Linked DNA regions of Mus musculus: regions 2, 3, 4, 5, 6 and 7 are each linked to region 1. The links are chromatin contacts, called in public ChIA-PET, HiChIP or PLAC-seq, Micro-C and promoter capture Hi-C maps. All regions are on one chromosome and are shown on one strand. The core of a region is the stretch at or near the end of the contact, and the rest is flanking DNA. Distances in the headings are between cores, read along the strand shown. Region 1 holds the start of Faap20 (Fanconi anemia core complex associated protein 20). Region 2 holds the start of Atad3aos (ATPase family, AAA domain containing 3A, opposite strand). Region 3 holds the start of 1500002C15Rik (a long non-coding RNA gene). Region 4 holds the start of Ssu72 (Ssu72 RNA polymerase II CTD phosphatase homolog (yeast)). Region 5 holds the start of Mib2 (mindbomb E3 ubiquitin protein ligase 2). Region 6 holds the start of Cdk11b (cyclin-dependent kinase 11B). Region 7 holds the start of Prxl2b (peroxiredoxin like 2B).

Region 1 (2,534 bases), core at 20-2,519:
TGGAAGCTAAGAACAGATTTCAAGAAGTTGTCTTCTGACCTCCACATGCATATGTGCCATGCACACATATATGTAAATATTTATAATTTAAATTTTAGTTCTATAAACAAAAGGCCAGAGCCACATCCAGGCACTCTCTTAGCCTCCTAAGTCGGTGGACCTTACACCCTGCTAAGTCTTAAGTGATAGGACACTCACTTCGGGTCAAACGCCTTCTGGCACAACGGGCAACTCAGCAACGCAAGTGGACTCTGCACAGGCACACACTCCTGGGCGCTGGGAGTTCGACCAGAATTTAGTGCAGGGCATCCTTTCAGGGATGGAGTAGGTGACCCCAGGGAGCCTTCAGGTTCACAGAACAGGTGGCGGGAGCTTCCAGAGCCACGAAGGGCAGGTGGCAAAGGCGTCCAGGAGAAAGTCTTGGATCCCACAGTGAAGGCCTCAGGAGGCACAGTGGACTCTGGGTCAGGTAGAGACTCCTGAAAAGTAAGTCCCCATAAGGTCACAGCCACCAACACCATGACCTCCCCCAGGGCCTGAGAACTCTCTCCCAGGTCATCCTTCTTTAGTGCTTTTGGACACACCTGGCTGGGAAAAGCAGGCAGCGGTGGTAATGGCTGACGGTTCGGGGTCCAATCCGCGGTCCCGCTCACGGTGCTGCGCAACAGAGCAGCCCAGGGCTCACTCTTACTTCCCTCCGAGAGAAACCAAGGGCGGCAGTTAGGGGGCCTGGGAAGCACAGGAAGAGTCAGCCGGGGCATCCATGGTAGAGATATCGTGAAGAGTTGATTCTACAGTGAGGGGTACCAGGGCTAGGGAGCAGGTCCACAATGGGGTAATGGAGGAGGGAGTCCATAGTAAGAGACCGGGAAGGAACCTCACTTAGAAGGGTAAATGGACTCTTGGGGGAAACGGAGCCTGGGGCTGAGAAAGAAGTGGATAAATGGGCGACGTGAAGAGGGGTGGCGGAGGTGGTGGTGGGGAACAGCAGCGTTGGGGCGGAAGAAGCGACCGCGCCCCGAGAGAGGCGGAGCGCGGCTGGTAGCGAGATGCACGCGTGCGAGGAACCCCGCAGCTAGGCGGGAACATCGAGGCGTCCCCATCGCCTTCCCGGTGTCTCAGCGCCTTCCAAAGCCCCCAGGACCCCACCCTTCCGCTCTGTCCCGCCTCACCCGCCCCCCGCGGGCGGCCTCCGACGGCTCAGCCTCCCCCGCAGTCTCCGCTCCTCCTCCATCCTTCTCCAAACAGCGTCCGGCGGAAGTGAGACTTACAGCCCGGCCCGCCCTCCGACCGGGATCCGCTCCGGCGGCTTCCAGACCCCCCCCACTCTCCGCTCTGCCAAGTGCCAGCTCCCCTTTGTGGCGCTGGAAATCTAAGGCGCCGAGATCCCAACCGTTGGGAACACGAGGCTGCCGCCTTGAGGGAGAGGCGGGACAGGGCGGAGCTGCCCTCCAGTTTGCAGGGGTGCGAGATTGGGCCACTCGAGCCTGTGCAGAGCCTGGGCTCCCTTCCGTCAACACGTGCAGAGAGCTGTCAGGCTTGCCCTGCCGGTGGCACCTCCCAGACAATGCCCTGCCTCAGTTTCCAGTTCTGTAGTCTTTTTCAGGAAGGCCCCATGGATAGGACCAAATTCTCAGGCCCAGTTTTGCCAGCATCTTCTTCTTAAAGGAGGAACTGGGTTTTTCTACCAAAGAGAAGAGCAATCAAACCGCAAAGCCCAGGGGACGAAGGCTCAGAGTGAAAAACCCGGGCTTCCTACCTAACCAATATCCCGTCCTGCAATCCTGCAGCCCATCACTTGGTGGCAGCAAAAGTCCAGGCACTTTGATGTACGCATTGGGATTCGCTAGTAGCTTTCTACTTCACAGCCCCCAGGGGTCAGGGCCGTTCCAAACGCCTGTCCTGCAACCATCTGACTCGCAGACCCTTTTCCTGGGTCTTCCTCCAGTCAGAGCTTTGCACCCCATCCTTAGGTGAGATCACACACACACACACACACACACACACACACACACACACACACACCGTGTGTACTTCCAGGTTCCACATCCTGGAAGTTGTGTCTAGACCAGGGTCTGGGGATGGTTTCTGCACTAAGGTTGTCTTCTGTCTCTGCAGACTTGAAGAGGAAGAGCAAGTTTAATCTCGGAGAGCGCATGTATTTGTGCCGTATGTGTCTGGTGCCCACAGAGATTGGAAAAAGGTCTTGGACCGCCTAGAACTGTGGTTACAGACAGTTGTGAGCTACCATGTGGGTGCTAGGAAATGAACCTGAATCCTTTGCAAGAACACTGGCACAGACCTTTCATCCCAGTACCCAGGAGGCAGAGACAGGAGGATCTCTATGAGTTTGGTTTATGGAGTGAGTTCCAGGAAAGCAGGGCTATGAAGAAAGATCCTGTCTCAAACAAAACAAAACAAAAAGTTGAATTTGGGCTAGGGAGGTGACTCAGTAGGCAAAGTGTCTATGCAAGCATAAGGGCCTGAGGTCAGTTCTCAGAATTGACATGAAACCATGCAGGACAGCGCAAGTC
Region 2 (2,534 bases), core at 9-2,508, 510 kb before region 1:
TCAGACAACATAGACAGGAGTTGTTCCAAAGAACCATTTCTAAACAGGTCTACCTCCCCCATATCCTTTTTCCACTATCTCTGATGGGTGGTGGGCTATAAGGAAGGTTACAGCACTCAAGAACTATCATTAATAGTAAGATTTTAAAAAATTAAAGTTTTATAAAAAATAAATACGACTAATAACATACCTTCAACTTCCTTTTTTATCATTTAAAATTGCCTTTTGTCCAGTGTTAAAAAACAGTCCAAACAATTCTGTGAACTCAACCGGTTTTATGAAAGATGCCTGGACCCAAGACGCTGACTTTGGTAAATGTGGGTTCCTAGTGACAACTGCCACTGTCCATGCTACCTTCCACTTGCCCAAAGGTTAGGTCAACCCTAGGTCCAGAGCAGGCACCTGGCTCAGCAGGCTCCCAAGGAGCGCTCACTGGCTAACAAGCACAAGCCTGGAGCACCAGCCCTCACTCTAAGTAGCTCCTGAGTGTAATGTACCCTCTGCAGGCTCTGGGAGTCGGCTTGGCTTTCTGGCTTGTACTGCAAAGCAGCAGCATGCCAATAGCCGCCGTGGGTTGCCAAAACACCAAAGAGGATCGGGCTCAAAACACCGCCTGAGCAATCGTAGCAGAATGGTGCAGGATTGTTTGTCAGAGGCGCCCAAGTCTCTGACCTAAGTAACTCTCTTATTCTTATGCACGCTTGGCTGTAGGAGCCGCTGGCCTGGAGACGCTCAAAGCAGCCACAGATATACATGAATCCGGCTCCGAGAAAGCGTGGGGTCACAGCAGGGGTGCCCGGCCGGTCGAGGGGCGCCAGGGACCCCTTCTCTAGTCCTCCCGGCTGGAGGTCTCACCCCGATTACTTCGCCCTTAGTTGCAGTGACCTGAGGCATCTCAAGTCCGGAAAAAATTAGCTCCGGGAGACCCACAGCACCTTCAGGTTTTCCCTTCCTCTTCTGTTCTTTGGGTAGGATTCACAGCAGAAGAGTTCTGACCCTCCGTGGTGTGAGTCCAGTGTCTCTGATCGTCTGTGGGCTCTGTGGCTGGGGCGTCTCCATAAATGCCTATAGCGACAGGTACAGAACGACCCCAGAGGAATAGCACCTTTGCTTAAAAAAAAAAAAAAAAAAAAAAAAGTTTTCTAGGATGAAGGCACACCCACCTCGAAAACTTTGCTCCTATTTGCCTGGTCCAGGAGCTCTGTCCAGTTCCGCCTCCTTAGAAAGCTGGGCAAATCGTGCCACCGACGCCACTGGCGTCCCTATGTCAGCGGCCAATCCGGCGGCTGAGAACGTCTTGACCCTCCTAGGTTTCCGTCGTCCAGAAGGAAGGGGTGTGGCTCGCGCCTGCGCAGTGAGTCGCGCCCGCGGCGCGTGGTGACTGCGAGGAGCCTCGCGAGTCACGCTCCGGTACGGTCCGCCGAGGGCGCGCGGAGCTTGCAGACCATGTCGTGGCTCTTCGGCATCAAGGGCCCCAAGGGCGAAGGCACAGGGCCTCCGCTGCCCTTGCCGCCCGCTCAACCCGGGGCGGAGGGCGGCGGTGACCGCGGGGCGGGAGACCGGCCATCGCCCAAGGACAAATGGAGCAACTTCGACCCGACGGGCCTGGAACGTGCGGCCAAAGCGGCTCGCGAGTTGGAGCACTCGCGTGAGTGCGCGGGCTGGGCTTGGCGGGCCGAGGCCCTGGGAAATGGGAGGTTTCTCTCGGAGGCACTAGCTGCTGCCCTTAGGACTTTGGTCCTCTTGACGTCTTAGCAGCACAGTGGTCGTTCGCAGCCGTACCTTTCAGGTGACCTGAATGGCCGCTTATGGGACATTTGGTCATAGCCGTCCTGCATTGGGGGAGACCCCGATCCTGCCACCCTCTTGCACTTGTAGCTGTCAACACGTAGGTCGTAGGAGAGACCCTGTGCCAATGTTGGCCTTACCTACTTTACTGTTGGGCTTTCTAGCTGCCTCCACGTGGTGCAGGCCAAAAGTCATAGCCAGGTCAGGCGATCCTGTGTTGTGGTAGTTAATAGCAATCTCTCACTTAAAAAGGAGAGAGTAGATGTCGTGTTTACTATTGGATGATAGCATTCCACTGTGGAACGTGAGGTGAGGGTGTCCGTAAAGGTTGATCCTCTCTGAGACAGATTTTAGCATTGATGGATCCCAAAGGCCAGGACTTTTCCCAACAAATGACACATTTTTGTTTTGATGTTGACAGTTTGTGCCAAAGTGTAATGTAAGGTGGATTTTTTTGATTATTTTGCTTTGTTTGTTCTTGTTTTTATAAAGACTGTGCAGCCCTGGCTGAGACTCCTGTAGACCAGGCTGTCAGAGAAATCACAGCTCCACCTGCCACGGCCTCCTGAGGCGTGTGTCACTATGCCTAGCTAGTTGAAATATTTTTAAGAGCCTGCAGGGGGCTGCAGAGATGGCTGAAAGGCTAAGAGCACTTGTTGCTATTGTAGTGGACCTGTGTTCAATTCTGTGCACCTATATGACAGCTCAAAACCTTCTGTAACCCCAGTTTCAGGGCATCCAAGGAC
Region 3 (2,534 bases), core at 10-2,509, 480 kb before region 1:
GCTTCCTTTCCCAGGGAGCGGCTGGCTGACCTAGGGTTCCCGTTAGCCACCCCTCCCCCAGCACCTGGCGGGCAGAAGCGGCCCCCATCATCCAGCCAGGCTCTGCGGCCCAGCCTGCTCCGGGCTCACCGGCCAAGTGGGGCCCGCTGCACAAGTGTGATCACGCGTGTAGTGCCTAGAGCCGGGGCGCACTCACCGGCCACAGTTGCAGTGGCAGACGCGGTCCTCGCCCCGCAGGTGCGGGAGGATGTAGTTATGGAATCGGTCCAGCAGCGCGTTCATGTCCATCAAGCACGCGATGGCCTGGAAGAGCCCATGACCGGTCAGGGCGAGGAGTGGGCCGGGCCGAAAGGGGTGCCAAGGGGGAGTACTAGACTGCAGGGGTGGGTGGGTGGGTGGGGAAACGCAGGGCAACCAGGGCGAGGGCAGCGCAAGATCGCAGCGAGGGCAGCGCAGGCCGCACGGGCCGGTAAACAAGGAAGCGAGGTGGGGTAGGCGCGCGCGCGGGCGGGCGGCAGAAGCAGGGGGCGCGCGCGGGAAGCCCCTCCGCTCACCATCACGATCGACGCCCCCAGAATCATGAAGATCATGGTGTTCGCACTCATGGACATCGGGCGGGGCCGGGCCGGGCCGGAGCGCCGCCCCCCGGCCCCGGTGCCCCTCCCGGCCCCGGCCCGATGCTTAGCCCGCGCCGCCTCCGCAGAGGTCAGCGCTCGCGCGCCGGGCCGCCGCGGACCCCGGGGGCAGGCGCGGGCACAGGCAGCCGAGATGTGGGGGCTGACGTGGGGTCGCTCGCCTGTCGCCCGTTGCTGGCAGCCCTCCGCTCCGCCCTCCGGTGCTCCCTGCGCCCGGCTCCCTGCGGTCTGCGCGGCGGCCCCCTCCCTCCTCCCTCTTCCCTCCTCCAGGCTTCTCCCTCCCTCCTTTTCTTCTTCACTATCTCCTCCCTCCTCCTCCTGCCTCCGCCTCCGGGGAGGGACTTCGCCGCCCCGCGCCAGCATCCAGGGGCGAGGTTCTCCACTCCTGTCCCTGTGACGCAGCCCGAGACCCCTCCCCTCCGGCCTCGGCTCCACATTGTGCCCCATGTCATCAGCCTTGGCTCCGGTCTCCCTGCCCAGTGCCGCGCTGGACTGGGCCTTGGCCTGGACCAGGTGGTCGTTTCTGCTCTACTTCCCCAAGTAAGGCCCCTCCTTCTGGTTCTCCGGGTTCCAGAGAGGGACAGGAAGTGTCAGCACCCGCCTCCTCCAGCAAGAAAGTGCCATCAGAGGAGGGGCCTGGAAAGTCAGAGGAACCAGGGACTAATGACTACATGAGCAGAGGTAGGAGGGCAGGAGGGTAGGCGATACGGATGCGATGCGGAATGGGCCAAGTATGCCATAAAGATCGTGGCAGTTGTGGGAAAGACTAGGCGATTTCTGAGGAGGAAGGGGTGCTGGAACAGCTGCCAGCGTCTATGATCCTCTTGTGGCTGCCGGTCATGCTGGGATTGAGTCCCAAGCCCTGTGCTGGCCACAGAGCTGACAACAGAAGAACCAACCCTGCCCTGTGTTGGAAAGCAGGAAGAGGACAGCTGACCTCCAGCCCCCCAAGTCCAGACCCCACTGTATCTGAAGGTTCCAACAGGAGTTCAGTTATATCAGCTCACACAGGCCCTGAGCTGTTAAGGCACCAGGGTCCGGCCCTACTTCTCAGAAGGGTGCTCTCAGGTTTATCACAGGGTTGGACTCAATGGCCGAGTAGTCTCTTCCTCAGCAGGGAGTCAGGCCAGGAATTCAGGACAAACCAAAGACTTCTAGCAGCACCTATTTTGTGGCAATTCCAAGGTTTTTTTTCCCCTTAATAAGACAGCCTGTTGCTTTATTTAGGTTTCTGTACAATTCAGCAGTGGAGAGAAAAGGGCCAACAACAGACACTTGCTGTAGGCTGTAGAGTAAACCATCTTTATTTCTTTTGGTTAAAAACAATGGATTTGAATCTGGCATTTCTGCGTACGTCTCATTCCATATGTACAGTACATTGATGATGTACACCTAGCAGTAAAAACAAATATCTGAAAGGAAAACACACTGAAAAAGTGGCTTCAACAAAGGTGGCTGTGCAGGGCAGGCCATGCACCGAGCACAGGAGGCTCAGTAGAAGCAGACAGTATGCAGAAAGGCCCGGCCACTCTTCTCCTCGAACTCCTGCAGCAGCTCGTCGATTTCATTCTCCATGTCCTCAGTGTGCTGGATCTGGGAAAAGCACGGCCTTGAGTGAACCCGGGCATTGTGACGCGCCTTCCCTGACCCTGCCCTCCACTGATCTTCACTTCTGCAGGGACCCAGGCTTCAGGATAGCTCCCTCACAGCCTGTTCCTACCAGACATATACAACATATCATAGGAGTACCCCATATTGGGAGTGGGACGGCTAGATTCAAAGGGAGGCCTGGACCCCAAGGCTGGAACTCAGGTTCTGTTCTCAGGCGTCGTAGGTACATGAAAGCCTCATCAACCAGTGCTATCCCAAATCTGCAATGAGTGAAGTGAGGCACACAGA
Region 4 (2,534 bases), core at 13-2,512, 450 kb before region 1:
AGTTTCTCATTTTGTCAAGAGATTTTTTTTTTTAAGATAAAATACTATCAAAGATGAATGCCCTACTAGAAACTGGTGAATTCGTGAAGAAATATGAGGAGGTCCCACTGAACCAAATGAATTCGTGTGCTCCAGAAATTACTGACTAAAGTTATGGGGCTGAGAGGGGTGGTGGCTGGTGCATGAGACTTGCAAACGAAGACAGCAATAAACAGTCCCTGACGTTAACACCTCAGATCACTGTTGTTGCTTCCAGACTCGTTCCATCTTGATGTGACGTGTGGAGAGCTTTCCAAGGTGGCCGGACGACACATATACGGGAAAGATAAACACCAGGCACCCTTCGCAGCACGGAAAGACCTTGGCCTACCCCGTGATACTGCCCGGTCGTCCAGCACCCAGAGGGCCCCAGCTGTCGTGTGGCCACCTCTAGGGTTTACGGGGATGCCTACACTACCGAGGGTGTCGCGCGCACGGACCCCACTGAGGGCTCGCTGAGCGTGGAAGCCGGGCGTGGCCCGACCTCCGCGGCCCAGTCAGTACAGGGTCGGGGTCTGGACAAGAATCTGTGGGAAAGAGGAGGGAGGGGCGGAGGGCAGGTGGAGCTTGCACTACCTGAGGATGTTGTGTGCTTCCATGCTCCGATTCTGGTTACTCGAGCACACCACCGCCACCCGCAGCGGCGATGACGGCATGGCACCGACCGAACTACCCACTGCTCTCGCTACGGAGCTCCCACCTAGAAGCCGGCTTCCGCGCGAGGAAGATGGCGGTAACCGGAAATCTGCGACACGGAAGTGAACGCAACGCAACGCAACGCAACGCGTGGGGAGGCCGACGGTGCTCTCCTGGGCTCGTACTGCAGCCGGCGCGGGAGGGCGACCGGCCGACGCCGAATCAGCCTGAGAGCAGCCGAGGCCGGCGGTCGTGGACCACCTTCGCCGGCGCGTGACGTCACAGGACCTGCGCCGGCAACTGGAGCGGTGTGAGCCGCGCCTGCGTCCTAATGTACCGTCGCCTCGGATGACGCGCTAGGCGCGGCGCTTGCGCAATACTGAAAACTTCAGTGGGACGGGCGTTGGGGCGGGTCCGGGGAGTCTCAAGTCCTTTCCGCGGCTTCTCTTGGTGTGGTTGGGACGTTTTTCATTCCGGTTTCCTCCAGGTGGTCACTCTGCCAATTTCATAGATGCACTGGGCTCCAGCACTTGGTTTGTGCCCTATCTCTATCACGAGTACCTTCCTCAGAGTCACTGGACTTCTAGAAGCACGTCACTTCCTCTGTGAGCCCGTTGCAGCTTAACATGTAAACGATATGAAAAATATGGGTGAGGTAGCGGGCTCTTCAAGTTCGGCCAATCGGAAAACTGGCAGGAAAAATCGCTTCTCTGTTGGAAGCCAGTTTAGGTTGCCTATTGAGAGCTCGATCTCAAGTGAGAGGGGGAGAGAGAAATAGAGTTGCTGCTGGGCGTGGTGCCTCACACTTTTCTTTAATCCTAGAACTCGGTAATCAGGTCGACTTACAGCCGGCCTACCTGCCTGGTGACCTGTCCCCTCTAGCTCGAATGGAATGGTCAAGAAGTGAAGGGGATTAGATAAGTTGTTTGGAGATTCTGAGAACTCCTTTAAAGTTGGAGCAGTATGAGATTGTCAGGGACAAGAAGGTAGATAATGTGTAGTAAGTATAACAAAAGCTGTGTTTTGCCGGGCGGTGGTGGCGCACGCCTTTAATCCCAGCACTTGGGAGGCAGAGACAGGCAAATTTCTGAGTTCGAGGACAGCCTGGTCTACAGAGTGAGTTCCAGGACAGCCAGGGCTACACAGAGAAACCCTGTCTCAAAAAAAAAGCCGTAGATTCAGTAATCTACCCTTTATTCCTATTATTCCTGTATCTTCCTCTTTTCTTTTTCATCCCTTCTCCCTCCTTTATAAAAGTATATTTTATTCGCTTATAGTAATTGTCTCAAAGACTACCTCTACCTGTTTGCCTAGGCCTAGAATCTTCTAGCCTCCATGCAACCTTTTTTTCTTTTAAAGTTTATTTATATATATGAGTACACTATGGCTGTCTTCAGTCACACCAGAAGACGGCATGGGATTCCATTACAGATGATCGTGAGTCACCATTTGGTTGCTGGGAATTAAACTCAGGACCTTTGGGAAAGCAGTCCGTGCTCTTAACTACTGAGCCATCTCTCCAGTCCTATTTTGAAACTAAATTTCCCACTATGAACCTCCTCATTGCTATTGAAGTCTGCCATCATTGTTCCTTGTGTTAATGAGGAGGAGAGTATTGAGAACCTGTTGCGAGTAAGCCCACAGAGACCATCACGTGGACACTCTGAAAGCCAAAAGGAAAGTCTTTATTTTTGCCTGCTAGCTGCACAGAGAACTTGCCCAAATCATGTAACCTTGAGCCTTGCAGCTCTTTGACTTTATGTACAAAGACCATCTTGATTGGCATGCTTCAGTTAGCGAGAAGCAGAACTGTGGAAGTCAAAAAGCAAGATTAGAACATTGAGGAAGTTTTTACTTGG
Region 5 (2,534 bases), core at 13-2,512, 420 kb before region 1:
TGCAGGATAGGGTGTTCTTCAGGTATATCTCAGCGGCCTCTCAGCAGGTAGCAGTGTCTTGGAGGAGCAGTGGCAGGTGGCAGAACAATAGAGCCATCTAGGCAGGAAGGCTCCACCCCAGGTAATCTCCCTAGTGGCCTCAAGGTCAAGGTCTGGATCAGCTTGTTTCAGGCTGGGGGAGGTTACAGCTTATGGCACTGGTGTCCCCTCCCTCAACAAAAATAAATAAATGTAAAGAAAAGAACAAAGAACAATTACGATTGTGCCGGAATAGACTGGGTTCATATGTGGTAGTGTGCAGCAGTGGAATACACCTAGACAGCAAGCTGGTGAGGGGACAGTTACAATACATATGGAGGTAACTTGCACATGGGGGCAAAGCTTGTGGGGAGAGTTGCTGGAGAACTATGTTGTTGTGGTCTGAGGAACTTCATAGAACTGTCTAATACATGTAAATCAAGGCAGTATACTGTTTATAAACACAAAGGCCAGGATGACTGCTTGTTAACTTTATGCCTGTAGGACTAAAATCAGTAGCTGGGTAGGGGGTTGCTCAGTAGGTCTGAGTTGATTCCCACCCCGCTCCAGATAGAGGATAGGAAAACAAAAGAAAAAAGATGGGCGCAACTCTGATTATAAAATAAATTAAGTCGTGCAGGGTGTGGTAGTGCATGCTTTAATTTCCAGCACTCTCGAGGCAGAAGCAGGTGGGGCTCCATGAGCTCGGGGTCAGCAGGATCAACATAGTGAGGCCCAGGCTATGTTGCAATATGTTGCTACACGTTGCTACATAGTGAAACCTTATTTCAAAAAGAAAAAAAAAAGCCAAAAGAATTACTTTGGATGCGTTTTCGCTACATCTCTGGAAACCCCACCCATTTCAGGCAAGACGTCACCCGAAACTTCTGTCTCCAAGGCAACAGAGAGCGTCCTGGGAACTAGTACTGCGCAGGAGACCTGTGCAGGGCTGGCTCCGCCCACACGCACTTCCGGGTGCGACTTTGCGCCCATCCCCTTTCAACGCTCCCTCTCTGTTCCAAGAATGCCGAGACGCAGGCATTTCCAGTTTCTTCTTTAGAGAAACAGAGCTCCCGCTGACCATGCATAACGCGTCCGTCGGTCCCTTTGCTACCAGACCAGACGTGTACGTCATGCTCGGGGTGCCTTGGTAGCTATAAGCCCCGCCCCCTGACCCTAAGCATAGTGCGTCACGCGCAGAGCCTCCTGGGAGTCGTCTGTCCCGCCCCCGGGCTGGCTCTGCAAACTACAGCTCCCGGCAATCTGTGCGGCGCCCCGCGACTGTAGTCGGGGAGCCGTGGTGGGGCTCCCTGGTGGGCTAGCGCAAGAGAGGCGGCCTTGCTAAACACTGTTAGGGGGCGGAGGACGGCGGGCTGCAGCTGGCGTCTCGGTGGCGAGCCGAGGCTCCACTGTCAGCCTCTGCGCTGCTCAGGGGCGGGTATTCCTGGGCCGAACGAGCGCGGAAACTCTTGGCAAGTGGGGGGCCGGGCCGGGCGTCCTCCCAGCGACGGGGGCGGTGGCACGGGGCCTAGGGGTCCTGATCGTCCTGACGGGGCTGCGGTTTTGTTGGCTGACCTCGGCCCTTCAGCGCGACGGGCTTTTGGTGCTTCTCCCCCTGGACCCAGCTCGTGCCCGTTGCGCGTTCTCGGTGCGTGGGGGTGATGCAGCGTGTCCCAGCCACCAGACCCATGGGAGCTTTTTAAGGCGACCAGCGGCCTCTGTCCCTTCTCAGATGTTAACTGCGTCTCAGCACCCCTGGCCATAGGTTTGGATCTCCTGGGGCTTTCAGAGAGGAAGGTCAGCACGGCGGAGGCCAGTCCCAAGTCTCCAAGCATCAGGGCTCCTGCCCGATTCTCAAGGCGGGTGGGGGACACTGGACCTCCAGACAGGTGAGCGCTTGACAGTTCGGGTTTGGTTTGTTTCTCTTGAGGATGCCGTCTGATGTGTCAGGGTTTGTGTTTCTGTTTAAATGTGCTTGAGTGGACTGGGCAGTGAGAAATCGTCCTTTCTGCCTCCTTTGGGTTCAGAACCAATAAGAAAAGCAGAGATGCCAGGAAGGCTCTTAAGGAGCTAGTGGGCTTGGGGACAGAGCAAGATTGGCTGCTTATAGAATGTCTCCTGGCTATATATTCCACTGTGGCCTGTTGCTTCTGATGCAACAAGTATCTGAATGTCATTATCCCACCCAAGGTCAGCCCTAGGCAGGGTGGTGAACCCCAAGCTACAGTGTACCTAGAGTTCCCCAGAGATTAGTAGCCATGATACCCCTGAACCTTAATGATGTCCCCCAGCAGATGTCTTGGTGCAGGGTAGATCTGGTTTCCTGGCCTCTGTGTCTTCAGTTGACATTCTTGTTTGATTCTACTAGCATCTAGGACATCCACCTGCCTAGTAGGGGCCTCTGATGAACCAGTTTTGTTAGACATTTTTCAATTCAACAGTATCTCCGACACCACCAGAGGTATAGGGAGATATACTCGAGTCCTGAATCCTCTCTATGTCATGTAGTTTTATTC
Region 6 (2,534 bases), core at 18-2,517, 370 kb before region 1:
ATACATATATTGACAATAAGAAGCACTTATATCAATGTTTCTTATCCAGTCACCTAAGGACTCTAAATATATCATCATCCAAAGCAAGGTAATTACAAAGCACTCATTTTAATTGCAAGGAAAGTTCCCACTTTATTAAAAATGCTTGGTAAATGGTATTATGAATATACTAATAATGAAATGAGAAAAATTAGTCTGGTGGCAGTAATGATTCTAGGTTCAGAATATTTTATTTTGTAACGAGATATTCTCATTTCGATACAGCTTCAGTGTGTTATTAATCTATCTTCAACGTCAACTGAGTATATGAATGTTTTTGTTAATTTTAGAATAGATTTTGGGCTCACCTGTGACATTTGGAAGTACAAAAGAACTTCACCGAAGAAGCGTTGTTCTAATGGAAAAATGAGGGCAAAGAAATTAAATCTTCTTTAAGAAAACCACTTACTTAAAAAACATAGCTTACATTTTTTAAGCGTTTTATCTCTGCTTTCTCCTCTTGTTCTTTCCTTCGTTTCTTTTCCTGGAGAATTTCATCTAACGTTTTCACTTTCCAAGAGTCCTTTTCATCACCCATTTGAGTTAAAACACTGCAAAAAGAAAAACAATTCAAGCAACCTCGGGACACAGAAAGCTACGGTCGGTCTGTCGGTCTGTCTTTTCCGAACACTTAAGTCTAATCGTTAGTGTTTCAGAGTAAGTCCCGGTAGGTCGGAAGGATTCTGCCTGAATACACTGTCGTTTCTGTCATTCCTGTAAGGTTTTGGGTAACTTAGTTTACCTCAGTGTTTTCCGTAAAACGCAACCATCATCATCCACGTAACGGTACTGTTCTAGGATGAAAGACCATCCAGGTCATTTCAGTGCCTCGCACTCAACACACTCTGCCTTAGGTGTCAAAAGGTTGTATGAGAAAGCTCCAGGACGCGGGGAGGCCTGGGTGACAGGTAAGATCAAGGTGCACTGTCAAGCGCGGGACTCCGGGGCGGGGTCCCACTTCTGAGGGTTCAGTCACGCAAACCTGAGGCAAGGGCCGGCTCCGGGGGCCGCCAGGCCTGCCGCCTCCACCGCCCTCAGCTCCGTGTGGAGCGAGACTGCTCCGCGGCAGCAGCGTGTCGCCAGCCGCGATTCTTCAGGGGCGCCGTAAACCCTGCTCCGAACCCCCGCGCCGCTACTCACCCCTGCGCCGCTACAGCCGCCGCAGCCGGTCCTGGAGTCTGGGAAGGAACAGCGCCCGGCGCGCGCCAGGATTGTCGTCACTTCCTCCGCGGAAGCGTGATGATGACGTACGACGACGACGACGAACCGCGTGTGCGCTCGACTTTTTTTGGCCGCCCCACAGTACCTTGCGCGCACCGGAAGTGTCCTTACATCGTGAGTTGGCTCCTGCCAACGACGCGAGGCTGGGCGGATAAAAGCGAAGTAGCGTCTGGTAACGTCCTGGGGTGTCTCCGAGAGATGACGTTTCGAGACGATGCGCTCGGCCGTCTGCGGAAACCGGAAACCGTGCCTCCCGCTGCACCTTCGCTCTGCCAGGCAGGGCTACCTCCAGGCACTCGGTAGCGTAGTCTGCAGGCCGAGCAGCATTTGCACTCGTGACAAGCTGCTTGTGCCACTCAACCTTCCGCAGCCAGACATTTGTTTCTACCCATCAGACTAATTGCTCTGACGTATAGACGCCTCCAAAGTGGCGTCGTGCCATCCAATGGAAAAACAAGTTGTCTTTCTGACCTACCCAGGACCCAGGAAGCTGAATTCACAGGTAGGCTAGTTAACATCCTATGATGAGGAAGTCCCCTGCACAAGAAAACATTGAAACGAATCCAGTTTCCTCAGCCAACCTCCTTAAAACAACCTCTTCTGCTTGGCCTACGATAGTGGTTGAGTCTTTATGTTATTGTTTTGCTTTGAAATAGAGTTTAGTACGTAGACCTAGCCTCTATTTCTGGCCTGTATCTCTGTATTCTTTTTGTTTTCTTTTCATTCTAAATGCTGAAGTGTCTAGACACTTCTCAAACGTGTACTTAAACCACCTGAAGGTCTTAAAGGTTTTTACGATTCCACTAAAAACCTATTAACCTATCAGGGCTTATGGAAGAGAGAGCAGAAAGGAAAATTCCAGCTGCTTGTTTTTGTCAGGTTATCCTGTGGGTATTGGGGAAAAAAACAAACAAACAAAAAGCAATGCCATGCATCAGTGGAGCACACCTTTAATGCCAGCACTAGGGAGACAGAAGCAGGCGGACCTCTTGTGAGTTTGAGGCCAGCCTGGTCTACAGAGCTAGTTCTAGGACAGCCAAGGCTACAAAAGCAGCTCTGTATCGTGAAACAAAAAATAGCAATATGATTAAATTTCTTGAGTTAGGGTCAGAAACAAACAAAATGAAAAGGAAACCACTGTTAGTTATGACTGTGAAATGGTAAGATGTGAAAGAATATAACAACTAGTGTATGAAAAAAATGAGGGATATTGGAGTGAAACACTTTGTGATCCCAGCTCTTACTTTGCCTCCAGAGTTATCAGTGACTTGGAA
Region 7 (2,534 bases), core at 22-2,521, 350 kb after region 1:
TCTACAGGACCAGCTCCTCCTGATTCTGCAACTTTATTTTCTTTCCTTTTTTAAAATGTACCTTTGCACACCTGTGTGCACTTGTGTGTGCCCGGGGAGTCCAGCGGTTGAGTGTTTTACTCAGTGCCTCTCAATCGTATTTCTTGAGACAAGGTCTATTGCTGATTCTCATGCCTTTGCTTCCCCCAGGACATGGGATTACAGGTCTCTGTCATTTTACCGAGTCACCTCCCCAGCCTACTCTTGCTTGCATAGGTTTGGGCCCAATGTGAGTGCCTGGTGCCTGAAGAGACCGTAAGGGAGCATCAGATGCCCTCAAGCTGGACTTGCAGAGGATTGTGAGTCGCTGTAGGGATGCTGGGAACCAAACCGTGGGCCCTCTGCAAGAGCAGCTAGTGCTCTTAACCACTGAGCCATCTCTCTAGCTTCTCCTTTTGACACAGTGATATGTATGGTTCCTAACTTCCTGCCTGGCTGTTCAGCCTCAGCTAGGTATCTTGTGGTGGCTCTCTTCCTTTCCTAGCCTCTACATCTGTCAGATGCTTGAACATGGCCCTAGAAAGCATCACAGGGCTTACTTAGTGAGGAAAGGACAGAACACGTGGATTCCTGAGCCTTCTACTCTTCCTAGGGACACACCACTGCGAGCTCCTGTTTATCTCCTTTGGATTGTTGTACATGAGAGCCCGTAGTTTAAAAACTGACATCCACACAGCAGGAAATGGTACTTTACGATGGAAGTTAATAGGATTTCGCGAAAATGCAAAGCAGGAACTTAGACTTGGAAAGGCTGGTCCTTTCACTACTGTAAGTGCCGGCTGCCCTACTGTTCCTCACACTAGTGATTTGTGAGTTCGATTCCCCGTTTCAACTTTTTGGCTCTAATTCTACCACCCTGCTGCACTACTAGGGACCACCTGATGCTAGTGGAGAGCTACGCAAACGCTAGAGAGCCACGCAAACGCATTCTGCGCAGGCGCACCGCTTGCAGACTGTCCATTGAGCTTTACCTGCTACGCCATTGGCTAATAAGCTTATACATATGAGAACAACCTAGGCTTAGGCAAAGAGATCTGCAGTGATTGTCTCTTTGGAGAGAGGGTGTGCCTGTATACTAATATCAGGGGCGGAGCCTGGGGCGAGACAAGCGCACAGTCATGTGACCTGAACCCCCTGGAGGTGGTGCCCACCAGGACTGGGGCGGGATTATGGGCGGGGCATAGGCTGGCTGAAGAGGCTGCGCAGGACAGAGTGAGCCTCCCCAGGCTGCGAGAAGGGACCGTGGAGCAGAAAGGGACGGAGGAGGCCATGAATGTGGTGGACCTTGGTCGCGTAGGAGCGTGTGTCTTGAAACATGCAGTGACTGGGGAGGTGAGATTTGGCTCGCGCAGGGCGGAGAACGCCTCCCCTAATACCTGGCCCAGAGCCTTGGCAACTCACATGGGTTGGAGTGGAGGTCCTGAGGGGTCCTATGAGTTCGCGTACTGGGCGTGGGTACAGCTCATGGTCCACAGAGGAACCATCAGGAGGACCAGTCAGCTGCGAATCTTGGAGCAGCACGCTGCGGGACATGTGAGGCTGCCGGGCATAGGGGGTTGGTGAGCCCATGTCCCCTGACCGATCCATTCTGTAGGCTGTGGAGCTGCGGAGCCTATGGCAGGAGAAAGCTTGTGTGGTGGCCGGTCTGCGACGCTTCGGCTGCATGGTGTGCCGCTGGATCGCCCAGGACCTCAGCAACCTCCGGAGCATCCTGGACCAACACGATGTGCGCCTGGTGGGCGTGGGGCCTGAGGCCCTGGGCCTGCAGGAGTTTCTGGATGGTGGTTACTTCTCAGGAGGTGCGACTCTTCCCGGACTCAGAGCCTGGGCTGACCTCTCCCTTTCTAGGCCCAACAAGAACATATTCATGTGTCAGCATATGCAGCTCTTCCCTGCCCTGCCTTCAGCCTGTGCCCTGGCTGGTGCCCAGACCTAGTGGCAAAGTCCCAGTGACTCTTGCCCTTCCCGTTTAAGCAGTGGTGACATTCAATCCTGCCTTGCTACTCATGGCTTGGGTGGGTGGAGCTGGATACAGTAAGTGGAGGGGACAGACTGTAGGAAGCCTGGGGCACATAGCTGTGGCTTTCCTTTCTAGAACTCTACCTTGATGAGAGCAAGCAAATCTATAAGGAGCTGGGCTTCAAGCGGTAAGTGTGACTGTTTGTGGGCATGAGTCTAACCAGGGACAACAGGAGGACAGAGTGGCCACCGCTCTCTTATGTACCTTCTTGCTACTGCCATCTGCTCTGCTCTCCAGTTTGTCTCATGGAAACTGACACTGGTGCTTCAGCCAGCCCTTCTTTGAGTCTTCTAATGGGTGTTGGTCCAAGGCAGGCCTGTCCTCAGAAGTCTGCTATTTCATAAACAGGAGGGACCTTGGAGCCCAGTGCCTTAGCCATGGCTCATTGCAGTCCTCTGTTGCCACAGACTGCCTGTCATGATAGGCAGTGCCGGCTAAGCGAGATCCCTGGGCACACCCAGCTTGGAGCTCATTC

What was found. Promoter capture Hi-C pulls out the DNA fragments that hold promoters and counts their contacts. Hi-C and Micro-C count contacts between places; a contact is called where the count stands out from the background. ChIA-PET counts read pairs in DNA pulled down with a chosen protein or histone mark. HiChIP or PLAC-seq counts read pairs in DNA pulled down with a chosen protein or histone mark. Capture Hi-C pulls out chosen DNA fragments and counts their contacts.
Region 2: a Micro-C map of embryonic stem cells shows a contact between it and region 1, with 1.7 times the contacts expected there. The contact joins the promoter of Atad3aos here to the promoter of Faap20 in region 1. A contact is called at or near these places in 1 of 15 datasets of contacts at CTCF or cohesin (embryonic stem cells), 1 of 484 Hi-C or Micro-C datasets (embryonic stem cells) and 1 of 115 datasets of contacts at active chromatin or transcription factors (embryonic stem cells).
Region 3: a contact with region 1 is called in an H3K27ac HiChIP or PLAC-seq map of large pre-B cells, with 3 times the contacts expected there. The contact joins the promoter of 1500002C15Rik here to the promoter of Faap20 in region 1. A contact is called at or near these places in 2 of 39 promoter capture datasets (the C10 cell line and liver) and 1 of 115 datasets of contacts at active chromatin or transcription factors (large pre-B cells).
Region 4: a Micro-C map of embryonic stem cells shows a contact between it and region 1, with 2.1 times the contacts expected there. The contact joins the promoter of Ssu72 here to the promoter of Faap20 in region 1. A contact is called at or near these places in 2 of 39 promoter capture datasets (liver and neural stem cells) and 2 of 484 Hi-C or Micro-C datasets (the G1E-ER4 cell line and embryonic stem cells).
Region 5: a contact with region 1 is called in a promoter capture Hi-C map of adipose tissue. The contact joins the promoter of Mib2 here to the promoter of Faap20 in region 1. A contact is called at or near these places in 3 of 39 promoter capture datasets (the HPC-7 cell line, liver and pre-B cells) and 1 of 9 other capture datasets (adipose tissue).
Region 6: an RNA polymerase II ChIA-PET map of memory CD8 T cells shows a contact between it and region 1, with 6 read pairs. The contact joins the promoter of Cdk11b here to the promoter of Faap20 in region 1. A contact is called at or near these places in 1 of 39 promoter capture datasets (liver), 3 of 115 datasets of contacts at active chromatin or transcription factors (bone marrow-derived macrophages, memory CD8 T cells and microglia) and 1 of 9 other capture datasets (adipose tissue).
Region 7: a contact with region 1 is called in a promoter capture Hi-C map of pre-B cells. The contact joins the promoter of Prxl2b here to the promoter of Faap20 in region 1. A contact is called at or near these places in 17 of 39 promoter capture datasets (the 3T3-L1 cell line, the C10 cell line, the HPC-7 cell line and 11 more), 3 of 15 datasets of contacts at CTCF or cohesin (embryonic stem cells, large pre-B cells and stem cell-derived epiblast-like cells), 29 of 484 Hi-C or Micro-C datasets (B cells, the Ba/F3 cell line, CD8 T cells and 13 more), 17 of 115 datasets of contacts at active chromatin or transcription factors (bone marrow-derived macrophages, embryonic basal ganglia, embryonic forebrain and 7 more) and 3 of 9 other capture datasets (adipose tissue, embryonic stem cells and liver).

The regions. Positions count from the first base shown.
Region 1 is chr4:155,248,701-155,251,234 of GRCm38.p6, reverse strand. It overlaps Faap20 (Fanconi anemia core complex associated protein 20), which reads right to left and starts at 1,269. Exons shown (of 4, transcript NM_001190445.1): 1 at 1,173-1,269; 2 at 585-729; 3 at 199-479. The coding sequence starts at 1,234.
Region 2 is chr4:155,759,916-155,762,449 of GRCm38.p6, reverse strand. Atad3aos (ATPase family, AAA domain containing 3A, opposite strand) reads right to left here and starts at 1,258. Exons shown (of 3, transcript NR_027972.1): 1 at 1,164-1,258; 2 at 673-1,065. Atad3a (ATPase family, AAA domain containing 3A) reads left to right here and starts at 1,352. Exons shown (of 16, transcript NM_179203.3): 1 at 1,352-1,648. The coding sequence starts at 1,447.
Region 3 is chr4:155,733,167-155,735,700 of GRCm38.p6, reverse strand. 1500002C15Rik (a long non-coding RNA gene) reads left to right here and starts at 1,259. Exons shown (of 2, transcript XR_001784583.2): 1 at 1,259-1,316. It overlaps Ssu72 (Ssu72 RNA polymerase II CTD phosphatase homolog (yeast)), which reads right to left. Exons shown (of 5, transcript NM_026899.3): 5 at 1,822-2,228. The coding sequence ends at 2,127. It overlaps Tmem240 (transmembrane protein 240), which reads right to left and starts at 897. Exons shown (of 4, transcript NM_001101506.1): 1 at 555-897; 2 at 197-303. The coding sequence starts at 611.
Region 4 is chr4:155,703,543-155,706,076 of GRCm38.p6, reverse strand. Ssu72 (Ssu72 RNA polymerase II CTD phosphatase homolog (yeast)) reads right to left here and starts at 1,262. Exons shown (of 5, transcript NM_026899.3): 1 at 616-1,262. The coding sequence starts at 695.
Region 5 is chr4:155,667,947-155,670,480 of GRCm38.p6, reverse strand. It overlaps Mib2 (mindbomb E3 ubiquitin protein ligase 2), which reads left to right and starts at 1,262. Exons shown (of 20, transcript NM_001369164.1): 1 at 1,262-1,907.
Region 6 is chr4:155,623,587-155,626,120 of GRCm38.p6, reverse strand. It overlaps Cdk11b (cyclin-dependent kinase 11B), which reads right to left and starts at 1,267. Exons shown (of 20, transcript NM_007661.4): 1 at 1,180-1,267; 2 at 467-590. The coding sequence starts at 577. It overlaps Gm16023 (predicted gene 16023), which reads left to right and starts at 1,366. Exons shown (of 3, transcript NR_040441.1): 1 at 1,366-1,762.
Region 7 is chr4:154,897,780-154,900,313 of GRCm38.p6, reverse strand. Prxl2b (peroxiredoxin like 2B) reads left to right here and starts at 1,271. Exons shown (of 7, transcript NM_025582.3): 1 at 1,271-1,371; 2 at 1,634-1,838; 3 at 2,135-2,186. The coding sequence starts at 1,309. It overlaps Gm52690 (a long non-coding RNA gene), which reads right to left. Exons shown (of 2, transcript XR_003955190.1): 1 at 2,264-2,534; 2 at 1-1,883.